Regions from separate parts of the Mus musculus genome. Here regions 1 and 2 are each linked to region 3. Evidence: chromatin contacts called from public promoter capture Hi-C data. All regions are on one chromosome and are shown on one strand. Each heading gives the region's core, a stretch centred on a gene start, on an enhancer-like site or on the middle of the called end of the contact. The rest is flanking DNA. Distances are from core to core; before and after follow the strand shown.

Region 1 (3,058 bases), core at 146-2,645, 690 kb after region 3:
TATAAGGGGGGTGGGGAGGGGAGATGTCCTAAGTTGAATGACAAGCTTTTGTTTTACCTACTATCCATGACAGTGGAAGATACACTAACGTGCTGGGTTTTTTTGGGAAGAATATCCCACTACTTGCTCTAGTGTCTTAGCTATTTTCAGTTAGATGTTTTCCTCAATCAGCTAGCTAGAAAATGATAAAAATTCCTACTTGCACATGGCAGGGAATAAGTCTTAAATGTGAATTCACCTTGATTACCCTCCCTGGTTCTGACGGGCAAAGTTACTAGCGCTCTGTCTAAACTTGTATTGAAATGTCTGGCATTAATAAAACAAAGAAGGAATTAATGTATTTTTTAACTTGTGAAGGAAAGGAGAGGAATCCACAAAGTCGGATTTCCCTTCCTAAGTAGCATTAGATTGGTCTACATTCATAACTTTCCCAGCAGGCCTTTCCAAGCTCTTACTTCAAACAAACAGTGTCTTTGTTTTTCAGATCCTCTTATGTGTAACATTTGATCAAAGTTTTTAAATTGGCAGCTAACAGAGGAGAAGAAAATACTGTTCACTAGGTATCACACAAGGCCATACTTTTCAGCTCAAGTGGAAGCTGCTACAAGCTGGACTGCTGACATCTTCCAGGTAAATACAATTTCAGTACTGAGTTACAGATCATGTACTCTGAATATTGTTTTATTCCACTTCATCACACATACAAGACCCCTACAGATCACTAAAGCAAGCCTTAAGAAAATTCTTTCCTTCTTTCACCTTAAAGAGACGTACAAGGCATCAAGCAATCATATTCCTAGTCAAGCCTACTACACAGCTTTAAAACCAAACAAAGACCAAAGTTCTTCCTCTGCAATAAAGAAGGGCAGAGGTATTGTTTCAGGTAAATAAATGACCTATACCTACTATCATAGCCATACTGATGAGGTGGGATCTGATAAGAAAACCAGAAAAAAATCAACTCATCAATTATGCCTAAACATCCTTATCCAACTAAATCCCCCCTCAAGAAATGGTGGAAAAAAGATTAGTGAAAGAGATATCTCACACTTTAACACGCAATATAAGGAGAGAGGGCTGAAAGGAAATCTTGCAGGGAATTTTATCCCTTTGAACTTTCAAATAAACTCTTAAATAAGATTATGCAAACTTACTAAAAACCGGTCCTGATTAGAGGGAAAAAATGCACCCCTTCTCCACGTCAGTTCTAGAGGCTTTCTCCAGAGTTGTTAAGGTTTGTGTTGGGTAAAGAAAGACCTCCTAACAAACCAGCATTCTTTTCCACATGATCAGAGCTAATTGGCCCCCCTGCAGACTAAGTGACCAATCACATCAGCTTCAGCTGAAACCAGCCCTCACGGACATTATAAACACAGGAATGTAAGCTGCAAAGCCAGTCCAAGAGGAGAACCTACAAACGACACTACAGGTTAAAACCACCGGGTCAAAAAGACAAGAGGCTGCTAGCTTCCTTAAGACCTTCTTTGGTAGGCTGGCCCCACAAAGGAACCGGTGAGTACTTAAATAACCTTCACCATTATTCTTTCCTTCAGGGGAACAAGTAAGGAAGCTGACAGCAGATAGGGGCAGAACTAGATTGCTTACAGTAGAGCTTTAAACAGACATTACCTAGATAGTCAGAACTAAGGTTTGTTCTTTTCCTTAAATTTTAGAATTGGCAAAGAGCCATGCTGAAAGCATTAGTAAAAGGTTAGCTCTTAGTTGTTTTAGTAAATCCATACTAATGTTATACTGTGTAAATGGGTAGGAAAAGATCCTAGATAAAAATTCAGTGGTTTTATAAAAGAATGTGTGGGGTTTTGTTGTTGTTGTTTGGATGGAATTAGGAACACCTGAAAATAAGCATATGGAAATAAATGCCAAAAAATGAACTATTATGATTTTAATTTTCTTAATCTTCAAAAAGCTGCATATCCTAATTTAAAATTTCTTTTTAAGCAGGAGATTATTAATAACATAGATTCTATATATAAGAAAATAAAATATGAACTACTCTCTAAGCTTACATAATAGGGTTAATACATTGTTTGCCCTAATTATAGAGGCCAGGAAAGGTGCTTATGAGACTTTCAACACAGCCTTTAAAATGTTTGCATAAGGCATGAACAAACACTGTATTCATTTAGCGTTTCTAAGTGCAGCCTCTATCTTAACTGTAGGAACAGGAATTACAGCACTCCTCTAGAAGCACAGCAACAGAAAACTAAGTTTAAGAGCTACCACCTAATGAACAGAGCAACATTGTCATTTTGATGATTAATGAAGCTATCAAACTACCATTTTTAAAATAAGTACTTTTCCCATCAAACAATTTATAAATTTATACATATTTTACAGCCCCCACATTGATACACACATATATTTTCCAGTTGTCTATTCTACTTCCTGCTATGACTAGTTCATGAAAATCACAGAAAAATCTAAGTCTAGATAAATACCTTCCACATGCACTCCTAGTTAAGTATACAGCACAAACCCATAACCCTAGGACTTGGGAGATAACAAGTAGCAACATCAGTTCAAAGACATCTGGTTATAAAAGCCGAGTTTGAGACCAGCTTGGACTGTAATAATACCAATCTCAAAAAGAGAGGGGGTGGAAGAAAGGGAGGAGGAAAAGAGGTAGTTACGCATTTGTGTGCTTGTGATGATGTAAAAATTATTTGAAAATATGTCTACCCATTAGACACTTACATTTGAAGAGGAAGGGGGGGAAATCCTATAAACATCCAGCAGCAGCAATAAAAAAACTTAAGGCCAGGTAAGCAGATATAAAATCATACAGAAACCATCCTATAGAAAACAGTTGAGAAACTAGATATAAACTTACAAACTGGCAGGTAGACTTTAAGAAATCATATTATTTAATCTCCCTTTTAACCACATTCTTTGTCTTAATCTAATGATATCTGGCCAAGGGGACATGGTGGCTTGCCCAAAAAAACGAGAGAGCTATGTACATAAGAGTCAGCGCCTTCAGGCCATGCTCCCTACCCTGAATTTACTACACGGCAGTGACTGACTATATGAATGCACA
Region 2 (3,042 bases), core at 513-3,012, 530 kb after region 3:
TCTGCATCAGCTCCTGCCTCCAGGTTCTGCCCTGTTTGAGTTCTTGTCCTGGTGTCCCCCAGTGATGGACTTCCTTCCCTAAGTGCTGTGGACCCCTGAGCTGAAACTTTCCCTAACAAATTGCTTTTGGTCTTGGTGTTTCATTACAGTAGTAGAAACCCTAAGACATGTAGGACCCTATCTCTTAAAAGAATTAAGCCAGTTATGGGGTTTTGTTTTGTTGTTTTGTTTTTTGAGTCAGGGTCTCTTTCTGTGTAGCCCTAACTATCCTAGAACTAGCTTTGTAGACCAGGCTGGCCTCGAACTCACAGAGATTCATATGCCTCTGCCTTTGAAGTGATGGGATAAAAGACATGCGCTATCAGCTGAGTGAAGTCAGTTTTAGAAAGACAAACGTTGTATGTTTTCTCTATGCACTTTATATAGATGCATGCAGTAGTGCAGGCATGTATGGTGTGAAAGTAGAAACAAAATATTGTCCCAATGAGAACTAACAGAAGTTAGGAGAGGGGAATGGGACTTGTGGGACCATGCTCAATGTATAACACACAGGTGTGTGAACTGCCCTTTTGTAACACGGTATCATATATACGTAACGTAATTTTTTTTCAGCATTGATTTCATAGAAGTTGATAGTGCAATGATTGTAAGAGACTGGGGTGGTTAAGGGACAGGGTTAGAGAAATACTTCAAAAGGTTTACTTTAGAACAGGTAGGGACTGCACACTGTAATTTGGAAAAACTTACAAAGTATGATGCATGTGTTCTCAGCCTAAAATTGCAGCTCCGTAAGAGAGTGTGTTTTGCTGTCCCTGACTTTTCTAGTTTCAGTTCTGTTGCTGTGACGAGTACCTTAACCCTAACCGAAAGCAATTTATGGAAGAAGAGAAAGGTTTTATTTGGCTTCCAATCCCAGGCTACAGTTCGTCATTTCCAGGAAGTCAAGACAGGAACTCATACAGCCCCAGTCACATCACCTCCATAGTCAAGAGCAAAGAGAGGATCAATGCACAGATTCTTGGTTGCTTGCTTTCAGCTAGCTGTTTTCTCTCTAATACTATTTAGAAGCTCCCTGCCTAGGGAATGGTATCACCACAGTGAGATGGGTCTTCCTTTATCAATGGACAGTCAAGATAATCCCCCAACAGACATGAGCACAGGCCAACCCATTGCAGATGTCCCTCCCTGAGACTGTCCCTAGGTTATTCTGGCTTGTGCCAAGTTAACAATGAGCAGTAACCATCCCAATGACAAAACTCTTCAATGGCATCTGCTAATTAAAAGTCAAAAGATGGTAGGGGGATAGCTCAGTGACAAGGTAGCGTTGCATTCTTTTGCTGAGATGAAGCAAAACCATCCCTCTGGCTTAGCCTGGGTCTGATGCTTTGGCCACGGTTTGTCTGAGCCTTCTCCAGCTCCACTGGAGACCGTGGTTCCCAGCCACATGCATACCACGGAGCTTTCTATGGCTTGGGCAACCAGTTGTCTGTTCCAGTGACCACTCAAGCTGACCTGTGGGCTCTGGGGAGCCCTCAGAGAGCTATGGGGTTTTATGCAGTGGCTGCTCTAAAAGCCAAACACAAGTCGAGGTGACCTGATTTCTTCAAGGGCACACCAGGTCAGGGTCTCTTTGAGTCCCTTTTATGAAGTCTTCTAGCAGATTCCTGCTTCAGAAATCCCACAAGCCACAGTCAGCTGCACTGCTGTGGATATCCGCACCCCCAGGGAACACTGGTGCGGGAACAAAATGGACAGTTAATACTCTAGGATCCTTGAACCCTGCGACTACACAGCTGGAAACCTCTCCCTACTTGGCCTTTGTACAGGAACCTCTGAGCCTTCCCAGGATTTCCTTTGATCTCTCTCTTTCCCCCCTCCCCCTCCCCTCCCCCTCCCTCCCTCTCATATGGTATTCACAGAAAACCAAAGCCAAACTCCTCCCTTCTTCCTCGTCTTCATATTTATTTTTATTCATTCATTTATTTATTTATTGGAAGCACGGCAGTCCAGGCTAGCCCTCTACTCTCCTTCTGCCTCAGTCTCCCAAGTGCTGTGATTACAGGCACATGCCCCAGTTCCTGTATGACTTGTTATTCTGATGTATAAACCATGACTATGACTTTTTTTCAGATATTTTCCCTGTCCACTCATCCATCAGTGGTCACTGTAAGCCCAGAGCAACCTTTGATTTTTATAAATTGACTCAGACATTTGTCACAGTAAGGGAAAGCTGAGGGGCATAGCTTGGTGACCCTGACCCCCCCTAGCAAACAGAGAGGACACTGGGAGTTTTCCTGGTCCTTCTCATGGACTCAGCTTCTAGTTTCATTTCCTGACTCCTCCTGGCCTGCCTCTCCCTTTAGCCTCTTCTGCTTCCACCACCAAATCAAACATTCGTCCCTCCAAATCCCCAAATCCAGAATGTCCTAATCTCAGGCTCTCTGAAGAGCTGATTGCAAAAGCTCAGCATCTGGAGTTTTTCTGTGACTGTAGCATTTGAGGGTTTTGTTGTTGTTGCTGTTATTGTTGTTGCTGCTGTTGTTTTAAGTTTTACACTCTGCAGTTTGTCTGCTGGGCCTCCTGCCTGCCAGGCCTGCAGGCTTCCTCCCTCAGAGCCTTCTCCCAGGTCTTCCTCCTCATCTCCCACACTGGCTCTGTGCCCTTGGACCTCGGCAATCCCAGCCCTACTCAGCCCCACTCTTGCCAACAGGGATGTCTGGTTTGCTCCTGCCCTCTGGCTTTGTTTCTTCCATCCCACAGTTCTCCGGCACCTCCGTTCTTTTAGATAGGAATCCACTCAAGCTTTCTGTGCCAGCTCACCAAGAAGAGGTACCATGCATGCACCTCTTGTCTTGCACATGTCCCCTCTGCTGCTACTCCACCCCGGTCTGTAGACTACAGGGACCTGTAACAGACAGCCGCCAGGCAGTCGATGCTAGCTAGTTGAGACTAGGGGCTGGGATGTGGCTTGGTTCTTAAACCCCAATGTGTTTTACTTTCTTTACCAAAGAAAGGCATGGCTTGCATTAGAAACTAGGATTG
Region 3 (3,241 bases), core at 146-2,645:
TTATACGTGTATAAGATTCTCAAATTATAAAACTAAAAACTACTTTTAAAGATCACGATAAATTTACTTTAGTGAAGACCATCAATTGTTGGAATGTGAAAAGGGACGGTGAAGACACCTTTGTCCAGGCTAACGCTGCACCTTATTTTAAGGACACAGCTTTGGATGTTTACAGCTGAGGACTATTTGTGAACTACCTCCCCGAGCCTGGGAAGCACACAAAACTCCAGAGTGCTCTTTAAAGGGAGGTAGAGAACGGGAATGAGCAAACCGAAGCTTCATTTCTTACTGTGTTTTTCCGTCTATTTCCAAAAGCAATGATGAATGCAGCCTGGTGATTATGAGAATGTCAGTGGTACACCCACATATCAACAAGCATGGTGAAAAGTCACACTACTGCAATTCTGTTGGAAGGACAACAACAAAACCCAAAGACAACAAATGAATGGCTTCGTCATCCAAAGCCGACTCTCTTCACCTGCTTAAGGAAAAATGATGTACCTTGGAAAGTGGCTTTCCCGGGTGGCAGTTGATCCCGCCAATGTAGACCATGTTGGGCATCACAGGTCTGGGGAACTCCAACACAAAGTCAGTGCGAAACATCCAAATGGACACTGAGCTGAAGAGGTCTGTCATAGTCACTGGGGTCTGCAGAACTTCAGAGGCAATTTCTATAGCAGTTTTGAAAAAATAGGGGCAAAATGCACGTTCCTTCATGTAGGAGAAATAGTTCCACACTCTCTCCTTAAAAGTCATGGTGTCTGCGAATTTTGAGAGAATTCTGGGGACATAAGAAGGAGGACTTGGGCACTGGGCACCCTCATCAAGATAGTGACAAAATATCCCACCGCTGAAGACCACGGACGGGAGAGAAAAGTACTTAGCTATAGTTAAGCCACACACATCGAAAGGATCCAGAAACACAGCATCAAAAGATCTCTGCTTCAAGTACTCCACTAACTTCTTGTCGTTAAACAAACTCCTACAGTGTGAAAACAGTACTTGGAAGAAACCTTTGCCTGAATGCTTCAGTAGTGAGAACATTCCTACTTCTCGATTTTCCCATTGCTTGTGAGCAAAAAAATTGAAGTGGTGGCTTAAATCTTCCAGAGTGTAAGAAACAGAGTAGGTTTTCACTGTAAAATTCTGTGACTTTCCCAGGTGCCAACTCACCTCTGGGATGACTACCACAACCTCATGCCCTCTGTGGCTCAATTTCTCCACAATCATCTTCATGGAGAACCAGTGGCTCCCATCCATGGGCACCACCAGCAGCCTGCCTGCCTGGGCCAAGCCAAAGGCCAACAGCAGGCACACACGGAGAGGAAGAGAGGCTGGAAAAACTGCAGGAGCCATGGGAGAAACACAGCCCAGGAGAATACATGGGCTGGGACTGTGTGTTCTTCTAATTTGGGAAGAGGAAAGCTTGTGGAATCTAGAAAGCCTCCCCCCAGAGGAGGGCGTGGACTCACCTTCATTAAGAAAGTACACTCCCTGACAATGACTGACTTTTGAAAACAATAACAATTGAGCCATTATTGAGATGCCTACTTGTTTGTTTTTCTGATAAGAAGGGCCTATGACCCTTTTCTTGGGCAGAATCACATAACATGAGTTTAGAAATTGTTATGAAGAAATACACTTGACTCTATATCCAAACGTTTTCCCAAGAGGAAGAAAGAAAGTGTCAAAAGAATCTCACATTTTTAGAATTGGTTCCAAAGTAAAATCTGGACACTTTCTTTAGGCCACTACACTGTGTCCCAAAGGGAATTGCTGCCTCTGCTCCCAAGGCCTATGGGGAGGTTCTTAGCACGACCCTTCTGACAGTAAAAAGACTCTGCCAGATGAGCAATGCTGCTGGTCTCGGCATTGCAGAAGAATTCTTATTCCATTGCTAAACTCCTGGAAAGCTGGGATATGCTAAGATAAGCAGCTATAGTATGGATCATGTCAAGGACCTGGTGGCATGTGACTGTCATCTCTCTTACTTTTCATATGTCCAATGCAATGTCACATAGTCTAAAAAGAGGTTGAGACCTCTGCTGTGGGTTTCCCCAAGGGAATCTATGCCATTTTGTTCCACAGTCCCTTGAGTACACCTTGAAGTCAGGACATATGATTCCCTTGTGTATTCATCCTATTTGCACAGTGCCCAGATATGGCTTATCTGGAGAAGAACAAAAAGAATTTGTCTTTAGACTCAACTGCATCATGCAAGTTTTCTATATAGTTTCATGGATAGCTTAGTGGTATATATCAGGTAATAAGGTACATTTAGCAAGAAATTGTATAGTCATCCTGGGAGGGGGTTGATCCTTGTTTGTTCCAAACATTGTCCCTTTTTACCTTAAATGTCACTTTTAATAGATATATACTTAGTCATCTATTTACCTTGGTGACTGGGAAACACTCAGGTGATCATTTTTGAAGACTCAACAATGGCTAGCATGCCATGTCTTGAATCCCAGTACTAGGGAGGCAGAGGCAGGTAGATATTGTGAATTCAAGGCTTGCCTGGTGGACATAGCAAGCTCCAGAACAGCTGGATCTATATAATAGACGCAGCCTCAAAATAAAGCCAACCAAACAAAAAATGGCTAGTATGACATCTAGTTTCTGGTTCAGGAAGACTCAGGCTCAGATTCTCCCAAAGAAAAATAAACTAACAGCTCCCCAAGACCTCACTTTGAAACCATAACAATTGAAAACAAGTCCAGGAAGCATGAATGGTTCACAGAACTTAATGAAATTCAAGTAAAGTAAAAAGGAAGGAACAATTGTCTTACTCGGATCACACCACCCAACTCTTATCCCCAAATCAGGGCAATGAAGATAAGGAGATCATTTACCCTGAACATAAACCTGCTGGCAGAGAGGTGAGCTAGTGTTCATAATACAAAGTCCTTAGTGTTCCCAGAGTTCCTAGGACTGCCCCAGAGATATCTCTGGTGGCCTGGGGGTCACTAGGAGAAAGGACATAGTCATGCCACATGGGGTGAAGCAGAATCAAAAACAAAGAAAGGAAGCAAAATCATACTTCCATGGCACCCTGGTATCACTCATCAGCTATGGAACCTGTCCAGAGATAACTACTAAACCCTAGCCCATCTACAAAACCAGCCTGGTCAGTCTCCATAGGCATAGGAAGACAGTTAGCATCACTTTTTATTCTTCTGTGTTTCTAACATATCCCAGAGCATAGTTTGACTTCCCTGGATAAACAAGGAGCTGCCATTCC

What was found. Promoter capture Hi-C pulls out the DNA fragments that hold promoters and counts their contacts.
Region 1: a promoter capture Hi-C map of liver shows a contact between it and region 3, with 2.7 times the contacts expected there. The contact joins the promoter of Kcnj13 here to the promoter of Ugt1a8 in region 3. A contact is called at or near these places in 13 of 39 promoter capture datasets (the 3T3-L1 cell line, the C10 cell line, cranial neural crest and 8 more) and 2 of 9 other capture datasets (adipose tissue and liver).
Region 2: a promoter capture Hi-C map of liver shows a contact between it and region 3, with 2.3 times the contacts expected there. The contact joins the enhancer-like site here to the promoter of Ugt1a8 in region 3. A contact is called at or near these places in 7 of 39 promoter capture datasets (cranial neural crest, embryonic stem cells, frontonasal cranial neural crest and 3 more) and 1 of 9 other capture datasets (macrophages).

Annotation. Positions count from the first base shown.
Region 1 is chr1:87,393,066-87,396,123 of GRCm38.p6, reverse strand. Kcnj13 (potassium inwardly-rectifying channel, subfamily J, member 13) reads left to right here and starts at 1,395. Exons shown (of 3, transcript NM_001110227.2): 1 at 1,395-1,512. The region is part of intron 8 of Gigyf2 (GRB10 interacting GYF protein 2); the gene reads right to left.
Region 2 is chr1:87,553,066-87,556,107 of GRCm38.p6, reverse strand. All of the region lies in intron 2 of Gm46099 (a long non-coding RNA gene), which reads right to left. It also overlaps a transcript of Ngef not described here. Among named protein-coding and RNA genes, the nearest start is that of Gm46099, 3.5 kb to the right of the region's middle. Within about 2 kb of position 1,762, at least 12 of the 459 cell types and tissues checked have an H3K27ac peak or open chromatin away from gene starts, as enhancers often do. A contact at or near this core is called in liver, where this site is marked.
Region 3 is chr1:88,085,982-88,089,222 of GRCm38.p6, reverse strand. It overlaps Ugt1a8 (UDP glucuronosyltransferase 1 family, polypeptide A8), which reads right to left and starts at 1,395. Exons shown (of 5, transcript NM_001378375.1): 1 at 502-1,395. The coding sequence starts at 1,356. The region is part of intron 1 of Ugt1a10 (UDP glycosyltransferase 1 family, polypeptide A10); the gene reads right to left. The region is part of intron 1 of Ugt1a9 (UDP glucuronosyltransferase 1 family, polypeptide A9); the gene reads right to left.